Linked DNA regions of Rattus norvegicus: region 1 is linked to region 2. The links are chromatin contacts, called in public Hi-C maps. All regions are on one chromosome and are shown on one strand. The core of a region is the stretch at or near the end of the contact, and the rest is flanking DNA. Distances in the headings are between cores, read along the strand shown.

Region 1 (6,554 bases), core at 204-2,703, 48 kb after region 2:
TACCACACATTTTTCTTTGAAACTTTTCCAGTGAGTTTTTATTAGTAATTGCATTATGATTCAGGGTCCCAGGGTAGGGACCATCATCTCTCTGGGGAGAAGGTCAAAGAACAGAGGAGAAGTGGGCAGAGCCTAGTTGGATCTTCCCAGGAAATGTGCCTTCTGCAATGCAGTCATTGCAGTCTGAGACCAAGGTAGCTGGTAAGATGGCTCAGTGGTTAAGAACACTTGTTTTTGCAGAGGATCCAGGTTTGATTCCAACAACAAAATGGTGGCCCACAACCAGTGGTAACTCCATTCTCATGGGGTCCAGTGGCTCATGATACAGGGCACTTATACACACGCTGGTACCACTCACACATAGAGATATCTCCCCTTTGCACTTTGCTTTCTCACAGTGGAAGTCCAAGTAGTTCTGCCAGCAGTCCCTAGTCTGGTTCTGGTTTGGGAGGCAGCTGTCAAGGTGGGGGGGGGGGGGTGTTGTAGTTCTTGGTTTTAGTCTTGATGTCTTCAGCCATCCTGACTCCTAAAGACTGTCCTGCTGTCCTGGAGTAGAGTTGCTTCAACATGACCTTTAGCAAAGGTGCCAGTGTCAGATGGGAAGTGGAATTCTGACTGAGGCTGTACTCACTTTAATGTTCCTTTTTTACAATTCTTCATTGTGTGCATGCATGTGTGGAGGTGTATGCACATCGATGCAGAGACCAGAGGAGATGGTTGTGAGTCACCATCTGAGTGTTGGTGACTGAGCCCGATCCTCAGATCCTCTGAAGAGCAGCCAATGCTCTACCCTCTGAGCCACCTCTTCAGCCCCAGGCCATAATTAGTGCGTTGTATTCTCTCTCCTCTAACCTCAGTGTGACCGACTGCTGTACAGTCAGTACCTCAGTGGTAGAAATCACTTGCCTTGTTTTTTTTTCCCAAATGAAAAGCATCTGAGGATTAATATGGTATCACTTCCTGGTCTTGCAGCTGTAGACTGGCTGTGGTGTTTAGCTTTTGCTCTATAATAAGCCACCCCAAATTTACTCCTCAAATAGCAGTTGTTTATTTTCAAATTCTGTGGGGGGTGGGGGGAGGGGGGTTGTTTTGGCCTCAGCTCAGTTATGTGATTTCTGGTTTGAGCTGAGATCATTCATGAATAACATCCAGGTGAATGAGGCTTTGTTTTGTTTGTCATGTGGCTGTTGGCTGAAGTGTTTATAATGCCTGCCCATGGATAGAGTCTCTCCTCTTTGGTGCCACATTAACTGTCCTTGAGGCTGTCCCCTGCTCTGCTCACAAACCACTCCCACCTTCTCCACTCCGCCTCACAGCAGCCAAGGCATCTCTGACTTCTCTGCTGTCCCTTCCTAAATGCACTATCTTCTCTTGCTCACGTCTTACCATTCTCTTTATTCTTTGTGTGTGGTATTTGTGTCTGAGCCAGAGGTAAACCATGACCGTCATTCCTCAGGAGCCACTGACCCTGTCTTTTGCTTTGGTCCCGTGCCCTTCCCCCATGTCCGTGTCCGTTCTCCCCCCCACCTCTCCAAGCCAGACCTGTAGTTGGCCAATTAGGCTAGCCTTGATGGCCAGCAAGCCCAGAGGTCTGACTGCCTGCATCTCCAGTGTTGGGACTACAAGCACAATGCCACCACGCTGGTGTCTGACACGGGGACTGAGGATTGAATATGGGTCATCAAGCTTGCACAGCTAGTGTTTACCTACTGAGCCATTTCCCTCACCCCTATGCTTTTTTGGGGGGGGGGTGGAGGGTGACGGTAAGGTTAATCTGTTCACCATCACATAACAACGTATCTTATTTCATTCTGCTTTCTCCCCTCCATCCGAAGAGCCTTGTTTTTGTCTTTGTTTTTAAGGCCCAGTCCTGCCTTGTTTCAGCCATCTGCGATCTCACCTGCTCCAGCCTCCTTACAAGCCAAGCATGTCCACTTTTTTCACCGTGCTTACTCTACTCTTTTTGGGGGTGGGGGTGGGAGGGCTTTGTTGGCTCTTTGAAAGCATAAATTTCCACGTGCCTTCCCTGTGGCCCAACAGCATAGGCACAAAGTCTAACAGATACTTGCTTAAGCAGAAAGTAGCACAGCCCTGGGCCCATTCGCACCACCCCAGCTCATCACAGTCGCAGGAGGCACCACAGGTCCCTGTTGCTTTAATTCATCAGGCTTGGGGAAGACCTCAGGAATCAAGTGATGCTTCACAGCTGGCAACCTGTGTGGTTTGCCACAGCTTGGTAATCCAAGAACAAGAAACTTAGGAAAAGCTTGGGTTTAAGCACAGCTCCATTAAAAAACTACCTTTCTGAGCTGCAGTTTTCTTGTCTGGAAAGAGGGGATGATACTTAAAACTTTCCAGAAACAAAGAAAACAAAAAGGTTGTGTATAAAAGGGCTGTATACACTGTAAGTAGAACTGAAAGACATCAGTTGCTCTGCATCTGTGACTATTCAGTAGTTTGACAAGGGGAAGTTCCTACATAGTAGTGGGAGAGGAACAGGCAGTGACTGGGAAGTTGAGTGGAAGTGGTAGAAATGGGAGCTCCAATAGAACAGCGTCAGTGGTAATTAGGGGATGTTCTCTGCAAGCACCATGCTGTCTGCCTACGTACAGATTTCCTGTAACACTCCCCATCCATTGACAGAGCAAGCTTTTTCCTGGGATAGTGTCAGTCTCACTGTTTAGCCCTGGCTGACCTGAAATTAAAAAATCCTCCTGCCTCAGCCTCCTGAGTGCCAGGATTACAGGTGTCACATCACCCCATGCTCTCATGTGTACCATTGGTGATTTGTGTGTAAGGGGGGGGTTTCTTTTATGTTCTTCAGAATATCTAGATCTTCCTGTCCCTGGAAAAGGTCTGGTGTTAAAATTATCAATCACTGGTGGCTAGACTTACTATGCGAATTTCATTCAGAGAAGTGATTTTAATTCAGTTAAGATTGTTTCTAGAAAGGCTTCCAGAATTCTATAGGGACTGGACTATTCGTGGAAGGAACTTTCCTCTGTGACTTTGTTTTCTCTTAAATGAGGTTTATTGGTTGCAGTTATTTTGCTCATCATCAACAGAACAACGTATACTCAGTTACTGACTTATGTGGCTGACGTGTTTGTCCTGCATGGTTGTGTCGAGGGACTCAGAGGCCTTCATCCAGCCATTTATATTCTCTGTCCTGTTCTCCTCCCACCTTAGTTCCATCAGTGTCACGCCCATCTATGCACCACATTCCTTTAGCCACACCACGGTGGCATCTGTAACCATGACTGTCAGCCGCCATTCTTGCAGCTTGTATCTTAACGAAAGTAACTCTTCAGCTGTAATTCCAAAAGTAGTACCAAAGAAGTATTTTCACTGGCCTGGTTTGGATAGCCTGTTGGACTCAGCATGATCACAAGTGGGCAGTCGACAGCAAGCAGCATCTCTTTGACTATATGCTGTTCATATGTCCTATGACAGAAGGCAAGTCCACTAATACCAGAGATGAGTGCCTATGCTGGGGGGAAAAAAAAGAGTTTTCACAGCAGGAAGGGTGGGGGTAAAGATAGCAGGCAGACAAAATCTCTAAGTACCACAGTGGTCTGATTTAGAAATTTCATAATTTGGAGTCAGTTAAACTTGGAAGGTTGAAAATTAGATGTAGCCTTGGCTCTGTTGTGACCAGGCCACCAACAGTGAGCAGGGATGAGAGTGAGTGGCCGTACTTTGGGTTTGGTGGGAAGCTCCTGGGTTGAGGACTTCATGTTGCATCCCAAGGAGCCATAGAGTACTTGGTTTCTGGATGCAGTGGTTGAGCAGCAGTGATCTGCAGACTTCTGTAATTTACAAAACCATGTGCATGAGGGATCTTATGTTCCTTCAGTCTCTCACTGGAGCCTGCTGATAAACCATTGTTTGACTCAACTGTGGCTGTTTTCAATTTGGCTAGTTTAGTGTCTGGCATTAGCCTCTGTTCTTGGCTCACCTATTGAAGTTTAGTGTCCATTATAAACATGGCTGCTTGTGGAACAGACAGTGATGTCAGTGGCTGAGCATTTTGCCTTAAATTATACATTGAGTTTCCCAGCTTTATGTATAAGGTTTTCACAGTCATAGCTGCCATTTACCTAATGTCAGGTTCTGCTAAATACTTTATGTGCATTATCTGAGCTGCATATTTCTGCATGACTAACAACTCCAAGAACCTCAGATCTGTCACAGTATATCCTGCTGGGACCAGCACCTTCCAGCCACCATTCTGGAAGCACTCTTGTTCTTCTTACATCTGATTGTTCTGGTAGGCCCCATCTTCATCTTTCCATGCACAGGGGGTAGGATCAAAGCCCCAACATTGGAAGACACTGCTAAAATCATATGGTTTGTTGGTTTCCCAGTCTATTCCAGATCCGCACTGACTTAGTTAGGGTTTTGTTTCTGTTAGGAAATACCATGACCATGGCAACTCTTATAAAGGAAAACATTTAATTGGGTCTGGCTTAAAGTTCAGTCCATTATTGTCATGGTGGGAAGCCTGGTGGTGGCATGCAGGCAGACATGGTGCTGAGGAAAGGAGCTGAGAATTCTGTATCACAGTCCACAGGCAGCAGGAAGTAACTGAGATACACTTCCTACAACAAAGCCACACCTATTCCAACAAGAATGCGCAGATCACTGTGTGATCCTGGGCATGCTGCTTGTCTCTAAGCCAGTTTCCTTATCTGTCAGATTGGATAGAAACAAATCTTAGAGAATTGTTTAAGGGACTAAGTGACGTTCATACTCCACCACCGAACACACACACACACACACACACACACATTTAAAAATTTGCAGTACTCTCTAGGGAAGGCTAACTCCTCTTCTAGCTGCTTACCTTTGTATCTCTCTGTGTACCACAGTTAGGAGAACTCAAAGGACTGTACTGTGTTGACTTTTCCTGGGAAGTTCACCCAGTTAGTACAACAACCTTAACCAAAATGCAATTCCATCAAAATCCAACTCAGAAAATCAGTGTTTTTTTAAGCTTATTTACAGAGCTTGGGGGCAGTGCTGCTTTCAGGAGAATGATTATCCTGAATGTCCCCTGTCAGAACAGACAACTAACTCATTTGTGTCTTTCCACAGTGTCACAATTTCTTGAATACAATAAATGTATAGGTATGGTAGTTTTCAATGAAGCAAACTCTGATTCTTTTATTTGAATCTTAATTACTAATACTAAATCTCTGATCACATACTATGTTCATGCATATGTGTAGGTTCTACAGTGACTCCATAAGATTAAAGTGACAGGAAGTTTAAGGAGCTTCAGAAACCAAAGCTGGGAAAGTGACAGGGATACACAAGTCTCTCTAGATAAGATAACCAAACCAAGCTGCAAAGAAGCTGAAGCAGCAGCAGTAATGAGTATCACCGTTATAGTTGTCGAGGACCAGGGCCACATAGCCTTGCAGGAGGAAGGGCAGGTATCAGTGGAAGAAGGTTGTTGGCAAAAGTGGGGCCCAAGTCAGGCTGAAAGGACAGTGTGAAGTCCTTTGCCTGTTGGTCCTTGATGCACACATGAGGTGGTAAGTTGACAGGCCACTGAGACTATTGCTATAAACACTGCTTGGTAGTGTCCAAGTTAGAGAGTTCTAGTCTTCCTTTGGTCTGGTATTTGGACCTGTTTTTCTTGATAGAATTTTAGTATGCCCATGGCTCCCTATAGTCTCCATTTACTCTGATAAGTTTATAGGGTGGCACCCCCCTACTTCCAGGAATAAGTTATCAGTGGCTGCTGCTGGCCACATGGTTCTGCTCTTGTGACTACTCAAGTACAGAGTCACCTTCCGTCCTCAAAGTAGTGTCAAAAGCTGTTTAAAAGAACACAGTCTCTGGGGCAAGGCCCATCTGAAAACCTTCTACATAATGTAGGTAACCTAGACTGGAACAGACTCTCAACAGCAGGTGAGCCCAGACAGCTGCATCACTGAAAATTCCCACCTCATAATGGATAACCACCTCATGGGGCCTGTTTCAAATATCCTTCCACTTCCGTATTCTCCAGCATCTCTCAAGACCCTTTCCTCTGAAAGTGGGAATGTGGAGAATAGGAAAGATGATCTTGTGACTGGCTCTTTCTCTCTACTAGGGCACAGTCAGTAACTGTATTACCATTACCATAGACCTAGTTACTGCTGTTTTGTTTTTCTGATTAATGGTTCTTGGTACATGACCAAGAATTGTCTACTTGAAGATGGCATGCATGAGCTGATGTGTCATGTCTGGAGGGAGAAAAAGTCACACTACAACAGGCTAATGGAGAAATTTGACCTTGTCATTGGATTCTTGTGTAGCTTTGTCTAAGACTCCCCACTGAGCCTCTGTGCCTTCCATGATCCTGTAGTACTGGTTTCTGGACATAGCTTCTGGTTTCTAGTCCTCTCTCTCATCTGTCATATAAGGGACACTCAGGCTGCCTTCTAGAGCTCAAGATGCATGTGTTCCCTTACTTGTGTTGAGGAGGAGAGAGCCGTTTACTCTGATGTTTTGAACAATCCCTCTCACATTTGGTTCCCTTGGGTAGATATTATACCATTGTC
Region 2 (6,845 bases), core at 506-3,005:
GAATTTCTATTACTGCTAATACTGCTGGCCAAGGTACCCCTGACCACTGGACACTAAGTCACTAGTTCCTACTGGAGCGCATTGACTCAAACTCATGGTAACTTCAGATTGTTCACCAGAATTGCTACCAAAATAAAAATAAAAACAAAAAAATAGTAGGCCAAACTGGGCAGGGCAGTGTATACCTATAATCCCAGCACTTAAAGAGCAGAGGCAAAAAGATTGCTAGAAAATTGAGACCAGCCTGGTCTACTACATAGTGATTTTCAGGATAGCCAGGGCTATACAATGAAACTCTGTCTCAAAAACAAATTTCCTCACACCATAAAAACAAACAAACGGGGCTGGAGAGAAGGCTCAGTGGTTAAGAGCACTGGCTGCTCTTCCAGAGGTCCTGAGTTCAGTTCTCAGCAACCGCATGGTGGCTCACGACCATCTGTAATGGAGATTCGATGCCCTCTTCTGGTGTGTCTACAGTGACAGCATACTCATATACATAAAATAAATGAATGAATGAATAAAAACAAACAAGCAAAAACCAACAGAACAAAACTATGTACTAGAGAAAGACTATTCTGGAATGTAGAGGTGTTTCTTTGCAGTCCACGTGGCTGTTTTGGTGGTAGGCTTTGTTTTCCTAACCCACAGAAGGGCTGTGTCTGACAACAGCTCTGACTCTCAAAGCCTGTCCGGCTACAATAGCCTTCAAACTGCCCTGAGCTGTAGAGTGTGACACATAGTAAGAACTTAACAGATGCCAGAGGACTGAAGAAATAAGGCCGTGCTCCCTGAATGTGTGCCACCAAGATGCGTAAGCTACTGCCTTTTTGATCAAAAAAGGAAATTAAATTGTATTTTTGGGGAATCATACCTTCTTCAGTAGTACACAGGTTATTTACTGACTTCTTTCTCTTGGCTTCATCATGCTGCCTTAAGGGGCAGCTAAAGACTTGGTTGACCTTGACATTGTTTAATGTTGATTGCACAGCAGCAGTCTTGGACTCACCTAATACTTGTTGAGCTGGGAACAAACAGCTCGTTCATTCCTCTGCAGTAATGTCTGCCCACTAAAGCACCTAATGTCTGTGACACAGCAAGGGAGTCCTAGGAACTGCTGGGAATGTGGAGAGAGGTTCCGGTTAGGTATTAGACAGATGTGTTCCTCTTGCTTTGGATAAACAGTGCCGAGGGCAGCGACAGGAGCCTTTGGATCTGCATCTTTTGTAAAAAGACTTCTAATTTAGGAAAGAAGTGGGGAACACTGGTGCCAAAGCCACCAGAAGCTAAGAGTTTATCCGTGTCTCCCTTACTGCCAGCTGGCTGTTCCGCAGCTTCTTCAAGTTTGGTGTCAGAATTCGCTTCCTCTTCCTGCAGGTTTTGGGGAGGTTTGGGATAGCAGGTGGGAGCAGAGCCCTGTTTGCTGGGTATAGCTGTCAGGTGCTGGGTGAAGGTGGCAGAGGCTGGTCTGTACTGTGCCCTTCTGCTTTCTGCTGCTATGAAAAGATGCCAGCATGTCTAAAAAAGTGAATGCCTTCCACTTTTCATTTGCTTAGATGGAGCAGATCATCCTCAGTCAAACTTGCATTCCCAAAGCAGAAATAGCAGATTCTCATGAAACTCATGAGCCTTCCTGTGGTCTTCCTTAAACAGCAGAGCCATCTGCCACATTTCAGTAGGATTTCAGAGATCTTGTACCATGCATCTGCATGTGCTTTGCCTCTTGTTGACCTACGTAGTGGATAAGCAGAATGCTTCAGCTACTGCTTAGTCCAAAGAGCAAACAAACTCTCCTGGCGTGCTCCCTGGGAGACAGTGCTGGCCTTCTGCCTTTGCCTTCCATTTACCTGTACTTCCCTCACTTCCTTCTGGCTCTAATACATAACAGGGACTCCAGGCCACCCACACCCACAAGGGCAGAAGTCACCCTGTCCACACTCACTACATTCACTTCCTGAACTTTACGCTGAGTTTCTCTGACTTACAACCTTTGGCCTGAGAACTCGTTGCCTACACTTCATACTCACAGGGTCAATCTCTTCATAAAAGAAAATTATTAATATGTACGCCCCAAGTTTAACAATCATGGTAGAAAGGAAAAATACTAAAACCTGCTTCTATCCCGTTCTCAGACAAGCCTTTCATACCACCTACAGGTATTAGCCTGTAAATTTAAGGTATTATGAATGTGCATGTTGTTTCTTCCCATTCTTTTTTTTTTTTTTTCTTTTTTTTTCGGAGCTGGGGATCGAACCCAGGGCCTTGCGCTTGCTAGGCAAGTGCTCTACCGCTGAGCTAAATCCCCAACCCTCTTCCCATTCTTCTGTATAGACACTTTCTCCACTGTCTGCCTTGGTGTTAAATTAGCAGTGTGTGAGAAATGGCTTCTCTTTCAGTCACATCAACTTTCCATTGTGCGGATGTAGCTGGAGCTGTGGATGATACTTAATCCTGTGGTCTTACATCCTGTGAAGACAGCTTAAGAGCAGGTGTACCCCACAGTGGTCTGCTGAGCCACTGGTTTCAGTGAGCACCTTCAGGAAGTTTTAGATCAGCATCCTGCTCCAAGACTAGCAGTAAGAGGACTGACTGTCAGTCCTTTTTCCTTTTGCCGATCTGGTTGGTGAGAAGTGACAGTTTAGAGTAGTGATTTTTTTTTTTCTTTTCATAATTAGAAGTGAAGATTTGAGTTAAGTATGGGTCTTTGTGACATTGTTGAAGCTGGTAAATTCCCCTGCGAGACTTTGTGACTGTTCTTGTGTATAGTCTGTCAGAACTCCTTATAAAAATGGGAGGCTGGGTGGAGTGGGCTCCCAAATCATTAGTGCAGAATCAAGACAAGTACAAAGTATGATTTCGCTGCATTTACTAACATCCGAATTACAGGCTTCAGCTAATGGCATTATTAACTTGCAGCTTCTCCAAGGCCACAAAAAAATTATCTTCCAGCTTAGAATTTCTCTTCTCCTTCCTCCCCTCCCCCCATACACATACAGACACACAACACGTACATGTACATACATGTACACATGCACATCAGTGTGTAGGGAGATTGAAAAGGAGATTAAAACATGTAGGTTCCAATTATATTTCCTGTAAAATCTTTTCAGAAGTCTAGACTGTTTCATGTGTTTGTATCTCTAGAAAGGTCACACAGGTCCAATTTGTTTGTTACTTCTCTTGTTGTATTGTGCTGTTCTGTATGATTTCTACAACCAAGGAGGTATTCGCTCCTTCCTGGGAAAAGGAGATGGAAACAAAAATGGCGTAAGAGGATCAGAGCTCAGCATTCTAGGAGCATGAACGGATAGAGCTGCCCTTTAAAAAAAAGACTCTGTCTGTTAGTCTCCTTGTGTTACTCCAGTGACTGTGTGATGTAGATCATGCATGTACCATGGAGCCTGTACACCTGGAGAACAATAAGGAGCCTTCTGGTGTCGGTGCTAGGAACTCAGCTCAGGTCCCCTGGGAAAACAGATTCATCTTAACCCCTGACAGAGCGTTCCAGCCCCTCAGATGCTCTTAGTCACAGCAGACATTTGGGTTGTTAAAGTTAATTTTCAGTTTTTAAAAAACTGAATTCTGTCGAAAGAGAGGAAATCTGATTTGGTGATGAGAAAGCTGTGGTCCCTTTTTAATTTTCTTTTTTTTTTAAAGAAATTCATAAAAGGCAGTCCTATATAAAAGTGGTTTACCAATACATAAAAAAATGAACCTGCTTGGCATGATGACACGTGCCTGTAATTATACCCTTCAGGAACTTAAGGCAGAATGGTCAGAGGTTCATGGTTAGCTTGGGCTGAAAGAGAAATTGAAGCCAGTGTGGACTGTCCAGCAAGACCTTTCTCAAAAGCAAACAAAAGTCTCTAACACACACCGAGTTCACTAGCCGGAGTGAGGAATGACCAAGGGAATCACTGCCCTCTTCACACACACACACACACACACACACACACACACACACACACACACACACTCACACACACACATATACATTCACACATGCACACGCACACACGTCTTTCATGTGGGGTTCTTTTGTGAAAAGCAGTGGAGTGCTGTGGATGCTTGGCTTTCCTTCTAGTGCTCATGGCACTGTGTCACTGTTGATACTCTTGCTGTAGTGTCCACTCCACAAGGAAAAGGTTAGAGCCTGTTACTTCATCCCAGTACCTAGAAGGGTACCCAGCACCTTTTCGTGTCCAGTTCTTAGTATATGAGTGAATGTTGCAGAGGTAGCTACCTCTGGGTCTTTGTGTTCATCTGTGTCTGGGATCCTGTGTTACATGCTGGCCTGGGCACCTGTGTCATCTCTGACCTTTATGGTATGCTCTAACCCTTGGGAGCTGTGTGACAGCATACTTAATGCTTCAGAATTCAAGCCTGCTGTCTGAATTACCTGATGGCTTAATCTACTGTCCATTTGCAAAACAGCTGTTAAGTGTATTTCAGCTAATCTAAGATGCTGTCAGTTGTGAAATAGGCCATTTCTCTCAGCTATCAGGGAAAAGAAATGCTGTCAGTTAAACTATATCAAACATCAGCATAAGAGGGTTAGTTTTGATAACTGCTATAACAGATTATCACAAACTTAGCTTAAGACAACCAGATATTTTATCTCATAGTTCTGTAGATCAGAAGCCAGGGTATATGTGACTGCTGTGTCTCCTTGAAGTGTTGGCCAGCTTGGCTCTTATTAGAGGCTCTGGGAGAATTTACCTCAGGGCCTTTCAGGTTGTTGGTAGACTTCTGTTCTTTGAGATTTGTTTGTTGTCTCTCAGTCAGGGCCACACATACTTCTTAGAGACTTTTTTGGTACTTGCCATTGGGCTGGGCATTAGCACAGCAGGTCCTTCTTGTGCCTAGACTTTAACAGGCCCTTCTGTTCTCTTTTCTCTCTAGCTAGGGAAATGCTCTGCTCCTGAGGGCTGTTTGGGTAGATTAGGTCCAGCGTTCCCAGGTTCCAGGAGTCAGAGGAGAGTTCCTGAAGAGATCCTAATATCAGCAGTGGCAAAAATGACTGTCTCTGTTAGCACAGAGGAACAATTGGTGCTTAAGAAGCACTGGGAATGTTAGAAAGCATGCTTGAGTGTTAGCATACAAATGTCATGAGCACAGTGCTCACACAATGCCTGTCACCTTGAACCTTGGTGCATTAGTCAAACCCTAATTGAGAGAATGCATCTTGCTGACAGTAAACTCGATAACAAGGACAGTGGTTAGTACTTAGGTGCCAGTGGTAGGCATGTGCTAGGGCATTTCCTTACTCCTTGTAGGAATATGAAGTAGGGTGCACCAGCTCCATTTACAGGGGAGAAAGTGGGTTTGGAAGGAGGCAAATAATCAATGGGAGTGGCATTCCTCATATGAATTCACAGGATTTTGAAGTTGGTATACTTTTTATGTATTCACTTGGCTCACTGTCCCTGAGAATAGCATATGAAAAATGTCACAGGAGAAGCTTCCACCCACTGGACAAGTGGTCTGCTAGCTAGGAAGGAGATAAAGGGGAAGACACATCTGATGTCTTCCTTGTTTTTTTGCTATTTAATGTTTAATTCATTGAGACAAAAGCCCCAAGTCTTCATCCTTTTAAATACCCTAGTATTTTTAGGTCAACAAAGCAGTTGCCTTATCTGTGGGGATATGGCTTTAAAGAAGGTATGAGCAGCTCTTTAGTAAAGCCACACTAACAGTATCCGTTCAGGTCAGGATAAGGACTGTGAAGGTTATAGAACTAGGAATGAGAAGCAAGAGGTGGATGTCAGGAGAATAGGAGGGCTGCCTTAATAAGGAACCCCGGGAAAGACCTGTGTGTAAAATATACTTCTGCCAAGACCAGGGTGAGCAAAAGGCAGCCTGAGCTTACCTTTAAGCTTGAGGTGGCTGAGCACAAAAAAGAAAGCCTTTTTGGTAGGCAGGAGTGAGAAGTTCAAAGAGCCAGATGATGGGACTGGGATGCAACTCATTGAGAGTGCCGGCATAGTATGCGTAAGGCCCTGAGTGAAATTATAAGCAACACACACGGGCGTGTACACACACACACACACACACACACACACACACACACACACGAACCATGTGGTATTGTGAATGAAAATGTCTCCCATAGGCTTATATGTTTGAATGCTTGGTCCCCAGTTAGTGGAACTATTTGGGATGGATTAGGAGGTGTGCCATTGTTGGAAACTGTGTGTCACTGGGGATGGGCTCTGAGGTTTCCAAAGCCCATGCCAGGCCCAGTGTCTTTCTCTCTGCCTGCTGTCTGTGGATCGGGATGTAACTTTCTTGGCTGCTGCTCTGGTACTGTGTGGTCTGCTTCCCACCATGATGATCATGGACTAACACTGACACTCTAAGCAAGCCCCCAATTAAATGTTTTTCTTTCTATAAGTTGCCTTGGTCATGAGGTCTCTTCACAGCAGTAATAGTGACTAAGCTACCAGGTTTAATGAAAATACCAATGAGATTTCATAAAGAAACCTCTGTTCACAGATAAGCTATAGTGACCTGGGAGCCTGTCCCCCAGACATGGGCTTTGTATGACTTCAAAGGTGTGAAAGTTTTGAAACTATTTTTAATTCTTGCTTTTAAACCACTGTAAGTGTAGCAAAGCATAGGGGGATGAGTAGGAGAGTAGTGTGGCAGAACCAGATAAAAAGAGATGTTATTTGAGCTTAAAATGCTCAGGGATCCGGCACATATTCTGTCACGAGAATTACCTTCAGGTAAACATATTTGAAAGCTGAGTTCATCATCCCTTTGAATCTGGTTTTCTTTTTGCCTCTTTCAGGTCTTTTCAGGACCTTCCCCTCCCTGCAAGATGTTAGACTCTGAACTCCTGCCTG

Evidence for each region. A called contact is a pair of places that touch in the nucleus more often than the background predicts.
Region 1: a contact with region 2 is called in a Hi-C map of kidney, with 1.8 times the contacts expected there. The contact joins two enhancer-like sites. A contact is called at or near these places in 7 of 12 Hi-C or Micro-C datasets (the A7r5 cell line, the Rat2 cell line, Schwann cells and 4 more) and 1 of 1 datasets of contacts at active chromatin or transcription factors (oligodendrocytes).

What each region holds. Positions count from the first base shown.
Region 1 is chr4:97,394,873-97,401,426 of GRCr8, forward strand. All of the region lies in intron 2 of Gng12 (G protein subunit gamma 12), which reads left to right. Among named protein-coding and RNA genes, the nearest start is that of Gng12, 32 kb to the left of the region's middle. Within about 2 kb of position 1,454, at least 11 of the 93 cell types and tissues checked have an H3K27ac peak or open chromatin away from gene starts, as enhancers often do. A contact at or near this core is called in kidney, where this site is marked.
Region 2 is chr4:97,346,641-97,353,485 of GRCr8, forward strand. It overlaps a transcript of Gng12 not described here. Among named protein-coding and RNA genes, the nearest start is that of Gng12, 16 kb to the right of the region's middle. Within about 2 kb of position 1,756, at least 7 of the 93 cell types and tissues checked have an H3K27ac peak or open chromatin away from gene starts, as enhancers often do. A contact at or near this core is called in kidney, where this site is marked.